Linked DNA regions of Hordeum vulgare: region 2 is linked to region 1. Evidence: chromatin contacts called from public Hi-C data. All regions are on one chromosome and are shown on one strand. Each heading gives the region's core, a stretch centred on a gene start, on an enhancer-like site or on the middle of the called end of the contact. The rest is flanking DNA. Distances are from core to core; before and after follow the strand shown.

What was found. Hi-C and Micro-C count contacts between places; a contact is called where the count stands out from the background.
Region 2: a contact with region 1 is called in a Hi-C map of leaf, with 3 times the contacts expected there. The contact joins the promoter of LOC123428525 here to the enhancer-like site in region 1. A contact is called at or near these places in 2 of 6 Hi-C or Micro-C datasets (leaf and seedling).

What each region holds. Positions count from the first base shown.
Region 1 is chr2H:500,499,013-500,502,619 of MorexV3_pseudomolecules_assembly, forward strand. No RefSeq gene overlaps it. Among protein-coding and RNA genes, the nearest start is that of LOC123433634, 6.1 kb to the right of the region's middle. Within about 2 kb of position 1,804, at least 1 of the 3 cell types and tissues checked has open chromatin away from gene starts, as enhancers often do. A contact at or near this core is called in leaf, where this site is marked.
Region 2 is chr2H:501,039,643-501,043,249 of MorexV3_pseudomolecules_assembly, forward strand. LOC123428525 reads left to right here and starts at 1,591. Exons shown (of 3, transcript XM_045112750.1): 1 at 1,591-2,442; 2 at 2,545-2,893; 3 at 3,049-3,357. The coding sequence starts at 1,591. The coding sequence ends at 3,185. LOC123426849 reads right to left here. Exons shown (of 2, transcript XM_045110745.1): 2 at 3,538-3,607.

The sequences.
Region 1 (3,607 bases), core at 554-3,053:
GGCTGCAGCGGACTCAGATGCACACACACCATCGCAACACATGTACGCACTGTCATGACCCAGCTCGTGGAACCGACCTGGCGCACCGACGCCGATCGCACCGCTACGAACCCGACCTAGCGCACCGACGCTTGTCGCACCGTGCTCCGTCACGACTTATTTCCAACAATCACCCCCTAAGTCGTGACCTAGAGGAGTGCCGGCCCGACGTCGTCGTCGACCGCCGCGACAAGCGCGTGCTCCGCCGCCTCTGCCTGACGTGGCTTCAGGCACTCCCGCCGGAAATGTCCACGCTGGCCACAGTTGTAGCAGCGCCCACGGCCTCCTCGTCGCTTTGTTGCGCCGCCCGACGTCGTGCTGCCCGCGCCGTCATCATCGTGGTCGAAGCCACCGCCGTGCTGACGTCGCCTTGCCGCCCATTGAGCCGCCGTGAGTAGGAGCTGGTCACCGCCACGTCCGCTATTGTCCTGAGCGCGCCGCCTCATTCGCTCCTCGAACGCCTTCAGCCGACCGAGCGCCTCCTCGAACGGCATCTTGTCGACGTCGCAGAACTGCTCAAATCCGGCCACCGCTGCGTACAGCCGGTCCGGCGCAGTGTCGAGCAGTTTCTTCACCATTGCCGCGTCGTCAAGCGTCGCTCCGAGGGCCGCATACCTTGCTGCCATGCCGCTGATCCTTCCGGCGTACGCGTCCAGCTCGTCGCCGTCCTTCATGCGCAGGCGATCGAACTCACCACGGAGAGTGGAGAGCCGCGCCGCCCTCACCCGGTCCGCACCGACGAACCGCGTCTTCAGGCTCGCCCATAGCTCCGCCGCCGTCTTCTTCGATGACACCTGCAGCAGGATGTCTTCGGAGAGCGCTCCGAGGAGGTATGCCCTCGCCGGCTTGTCCTTCTTCGCGATGACCGCCGCCGCCGAGTCCTCCGCCGGAACCACCGCTTCCCACAACCCTTGCGCGTCGAGGTTGGCCTCCACCTTGATCGCCCACACGGTATAGTTGTCACCGGTGAGCATCGGCACGGGGAGCGACAACGTGCTCCCTCCGGCGCCGTACGGGACGATGGACATGGTCGACGTAGTGGATCGCAACGAAGCTCTGTATACCAAATGTTGGGACTGCTCTCTCACTCTTGGCCTGGACGAAGGAAGAAGAAGAAGAGCGAGTTGAACACTGAACACAGGAAATTTTCCGCCGACCAACGGCCGGCTGCACGTACAGCCTTTTACTCAAGAGCTCTAACTCCCCCCTCAAAGCAACCAGAGTTACAACTTAAATAGCTGACCTACACGTACAGCCCGAGCCACAAACTCCACGACTCGCATGCGTGCACACTAACCTTGCCGTCACATCCGACTGCTAACCACGCACGCACTAACTAATCGGTCTCTGGCTAACTAATCCACCCATGCATGCATTAACAACCTACATGCACGGCCACAACCGCCACTTGTGCATGCACGACTAACATCACTTGCTCGATTCCGTTGCGGCCAAGCGCACGACGTGCTCACACTAGTCTACTATGACTTGGCCTTCCAACAGATCGCCAATGGCTGCAGCGGACTCAGATGCACACACACCATCGCAACACATGTACGCACTGTCATGACCCAGCTCGTGGAACCGACCTGACGCACCGACGCCGACCGCACCGCTACGAACCCGACCTAGCACACCGACGCTTGTCGCACCGTGCTTCGTCACGACTTATTTCCAACATTGATTCAAGGACTGGATCTGTGCCATACAGCAATGAAGTGGTTCTCCATTTTCCACGTATTCAGGCACATCAACGTAAACAACCACTAATGCAAAGGGAAGTAAGTAGCATGTGATTTCCTATTTTCCATTGCGTTGGAACTAGCGGCCACTCGCCATCCGTGCAGCGCAGCCGCTGAAACGGCCAAAGCTATTTACGATGCGGTGGGCAGCCGATTCGGCGGCTGCGAGCACTCCTCCTAGCTTGGCTTCTTGAGGACGGCGAGCGGTGTGCAGCCCATTGCCCGGCCATCTTTGGCACCATCGCTGCCGTCTCCGACCTCCGTGGTCGTCGACGTCGAGTCGCTACCTATCACGCACTCGCCTTCGTGTTAGTGTCGACTAGGGCCTCCGTCCTAAGCTTTGGCTTCCGCGTGAGCGGCTCCTCTAGCACCGCCGCGGTCCGCCTTCGCTGTGAAGCGCTCACCACTGCCTCATGTCCCTCGCCGTCCTGGTGGCTAGCCCACCGTCGAGCGGCCACTCCGACCGCGCTGGCACATGGAGCCCAGCGACGCTCGGGCTCGCGAACAGCGCCTTCAAAGTTGTTGCGCCTGGCATACACCTCCATGGTGGCTCCTCCTCTGTGGATGAGCGCGGCGGGATATTTTCTCATCTCCGGTGATGCGGCCATCCGGCCGGCGCTGGCGTCGCCTCCTGCCTCGATGTGCATTTGGGATAGAAAGCTACTGGATTTCTTTAGTCGCTCTCTCTCTTATCCGACTAGTTGACCACACTAGTGCTTAAATTTCTGTAAATATATTGAGTACTATGTATTCCATATAATATGTTGATGTAATATATCTTCATGTTTCTTACATGTTGAGACTAATTACATCTATTATTTGCAATTGAGATTTTTACCCCTCGTGAAGATAAATTCAATACCTCTAAAGTATAGATTTACAATTGAGAATTTTCTTCTCTCGCAAAACAACATCATTGCGACTGAGATTATTTATTTTTTCTTACAAAATATTAATTTATTTTGCTGAATTATCTTGCAACTAGATACAAGATCATCTCATTTAATTTAGAGGTCCATATAATTCAAGTTTTTCACTTGAATATCAAGTCTCCAACATCATTACTATTCATTATAATAATAGTGTATTTGTGTTGAGTACTATGTATTCCGGAATGTATGTATCTTCATGTTCGCTACATGTCGAGATTAATACGTCTATTTGCAATTGAGATTTTCAATTTCTTGCAAAGACAGATGCAAAATTCAAAGTGATTTCTTTAAATTGATGCTTGGGATTACAAGGTAGTCATATGGATCTAGTGCCTACGCAGATTATCGATGACTACTCATAAAGCCTACATTTTGTCTTCGACATTATGATTGCTTTACAAAGTGCTCTCCCACACATTTTTTCTAAGTCATGACATAAGGCATTACGAGTGAGTATCTACTTATTTCATCACATTATACTCCCTAGTGCTCAGAGATCCACTCCATTTTAAAAATTATCTCCAAGGTGTCATATTTAGCAATTTCAGATTCACACTAATGGTTTCAAGATAACTTCTTAAAATACCCATTGATTTTGCTAAGTTCATTAGAACATCAAATATGATGGTCTTTAATTTACTCATCGTAAATTAATTATCTCTAGTAACCGATGGCTAGAGAATTCGAGGCATCGCCCTCAACGGCCACCGCTGCCCTTCCTGGGCGAAGGACAACATGATCACTCTTGTGTCTCGTGGGATAATGTGCGAAATCCAAGACAGTAAGATTCATCTCTCGTCAGGATCACGCTGCTAACAGAAGAATGTTGTCTTATACATCATAAGGCGATATATTGATTCACATCTCAACATCTGGTTATTCTGTATGAGCAAT
Region 2 (3,607 bases), core at 341-2,840, 540 kb after region 1:
TATTTATAAATGTTTGGAAAATAAACAAAAAAGAGAAGAGAAAGAAAAAAGAAACAGAAACAAAAAATAACACAAGGAAAAAATAGAAATCCCAGAAAAAAATCGCTTCAGGAAACCCTATAGAAGGTTTCCAAAACCGATAAAAACGACATGAAAGGTTCCCCAAACCAGAAATGTGCTTAGCGCTGTAAATGGGCCTGCCCACTCGCTGGCTCACGCGCACCTCTCCTGTGCGAAGCGTGGACGCAATAGGCGTCATATAGGATTTTCCCTGTAAAATCCCGTGTGGTGGCCATGAACTCTGGGCTTGCTAGGGCCCAGCCGCTGCCTTGACACACAACCCGCGTCCGGAAAGGAAATCAGGCCTGTCTTCCTGTGGGCTTGGGCCTGAACCAGCGTAGCAGCACGTTTGGCATCCCTAGAAAAATTGACATCCCTAAAAAAGAAGCAGCACACCGGCGGAAACAGTTTGGCTGGCGGGAATGAACGGTAGTCTCCCTCTCCGGTGCCGAAGAAGATGAGGTCGGCGTGCCATAACAATCCAGGCCTTGTTCGGTTCCTTCACTTTCGAAGGGGTTTGAAGGAGATTGGAAGAGATTAAATCTTCTGTAAGTCAAATTCCATCTTAATCCCCTTCAGTCATTTTTAATTTTTATGAAAGGGATTAACCGAACAAGCCTCGAGAACAAAACCACGGCACGGTCTCGCCCGCTGCCCCGCTCGTCGCGCGGCGCAAGCTCTACGTGTGGTCGGCGGTTAAGGCACGGCGTTCCATTTATTCGCGCTCTGCAGCTACTCCCGCCAGCCAAGCTCGACACTTTGCTCCGTGACTGGCAGCATCAAACGCAAAGCCTTTGGCGGCGACTGTACCTCAGCCTGCATGCGCACCCACCCGTGCTAGCCCAGTGATCGATCGGCTCTTTGGTTTATGCGGCTATAAGATGTTGAGCTGCAGGAATTTACAACCCCCAAAACAAAACAAAACAAAGCAAAACAAAATCTGCACTTGCCTTCACTTTTGCTTTTCCACGCCGTTGGCTGCTAGGTGAATCTGTGATACCGTTCGCTGTCCACCTCCGAGCAAAAAACTTCTTTGCCTCGCACGAGATACACTGCTTTCCGTATCAGTATCACACATTACCGTCATATAATGACAATCTCATGAGTAAAAGAGAGTACTATAAAAAAGCTGATAAGGGCCGTGAAACCTCTGGTCTAGTACAGTAGTACTCGAGCTATGTGCTGTTTTTTTCTTCCTTTTCAAGGAAAAAAAATATGCTCGAGATTCATTACAAGAGAATATGAATTTAACTTTATGTTTGGCAAAAGGCGTATCATTCATTACGGAATGCAGATCCACAGCCACAAGCATTTCCCAGCCAGCAACAAGATATATACTCGTACATGTCTCTCCGTTCCTCTGTAGCATTTCCATCTCTCCACGCACGGCCCCGGAGAGCAAGGAAAGATGTTGCTAGCTCAATACAGCAAATATTATTATTATTACCCCTCCTAAACACCAGGACGGCCGGTAAAACGGAAGCCGCCTGACAAAGGATACGATCGGCAGGACAAAGGAAACGCGCAGGGATGGCCGGGGACGCGCCGCCGTCGCCGACGGGCGAGGAGCCCTCGCCCGCGTCGGCGCCGCTGCTGCTGCGGCGGAGGGGCTCGTACCAGCGCTGCATGTCGCACGCGCGCGACGAGCTCCGCAGCTTCCGCTCCTGCCTCCGGTGGATGTGCGTCGACCACTCGGACGGCTCCAGCGCCGCGTCCTCGTGGCTCGTCTTCGCCGTCCTCGCGGTGGCCGTCCCGGTGGCCGCCCGCGTCGCCATGCCCCGCCGCTCCTACGACACGCAGGTGCAGCTCTCGCTCACGCTCTCCGCGGCGCTCGCCTACCTCACGCTCACCTCGCTCATCCGCCGCCGCGGCCTGCGCCGGCTGCTCTACCTGGACCGCCTCCGCCACGACTCCCAGGACGTGCGCGCGGGCTACACCGTGCAGCTCGCCGGCTCCTTCCACCTCCTCGCCTGCTTCGTCCTCCCATGCTTCCTCGCCGACGCCGCCTACAAGGTGTTCTGGTACTTCGTGCACCGGCCCTTCCCGGCGTGGTGGTCCGCCGCGGCGTGCGCCATGGAGATGGCGTCGTGGATGTACCGCACGGCCATGTTCTTCATGGCCTGCGTGCTGTTCCGGATCATATGCTACCTGCAGATCCTGCGCATGACGGGCTTCGCGCGCGACTTCGGCCAGTGCGCCGACGTCGCCGCCGTGCTGGGGCAGCACCGACGCATCCGTGACCAGCTCCGGCGGATCAGCCACCGGTACCGAAAGTTCATAATGTACTGCCTCCTCCTCGTCACGGCCAGCCAGTTCTCCGCGCTCCTCGGCGCCACCAGGCCCCACGCGCAGGTCAACATCGCCACCGCCGGCGAGCTCGCGGTAACGTTTCCCCCGGCCGGTGCTGCTGTGCTTGTGCATGCTCGATCGTGTGTTCGTTCCACATATATGTAATCAATTAACTGGTTCTTGCGCGTTCTTCAGCTCTGCTCCCTGAGCCTCGTCGCCGGCCTGCTCATCTGCCTGCACAGCGCCGCAAAGATCACGCACAAGACGCAGGCCATCACCAGCATAGCCGCGGCGTGGCACGCCGACGCCACCATCAACACCGTGGAGCGTGACCAGGAGAACCCCAGGACGCCCAGCAAGTCGTACCTGCAGCTGCAGCAGCTACAGCAGCAGCAGCAGCAGCAGCAGCAGGTGCCCCCATCCCCGGACTCCGACCAATCCGACGACGACGAGATGTCCCCGAGCGAGGACAGCCTCGACACCTCCTCCAAGTTCATGTCTTTCCACGCCACTCACATCTCATACCAGAAGAGGCAGGCGCTAGGTAAGCATGCATACACCACATCGTATCCAATCGCCATTGTAAAGGAGCACTGTAGCTGGTCATGGCGTTTTTAGTGTACCGTATCGTATCGTTTGCGATTTCACTTCGCCATTGTAAAGGAGCACTGTGGCTGATCATGGCGTTTTCATTTTCAGTGACCTACCTGGAGAACAACCGCGCGGGCATCACGGTGTTCGGCTTCGTCGTGGACCGGACGTGGCTCCACGCGCTCTTCATGCTCGAGTTCTCGCTAGTCATGTGGCTGCTGGGGAAGACCATTGGGATATCTTAGAGAAGGACCACATCTCCCTGTCACCTTGTGTATATATATGATGAAAAATCCAGCTCTTATCCCTGCTCCAGAACTGTGATGATTCATGTACTGTCGAGTATCATGTAGTAGATCGACACCCTCTTAGGGGTGTAAACTGAACGCAGATAGCTAAGTGAACTCATGTTCCAGATACAAACCGTGTTAATTGCCTCGCAATCTGACAAACTGGACATATTTACTTGCAAGTTCCGACCAACTGCTAACAAGTTGGATCGACGGAACCACAAGTCAGCAAACTGAGACTGGACAACACCCGACGGGAAACTCAAAATACAAGTCGGGCAAAACATCAAAGACATTCCGAAACATGTAACAAAATGGTCTGACTAACTTTGAAAAGAAATGACCAAGAGCTGGGTTGTGATTTTCCAGGACAATAA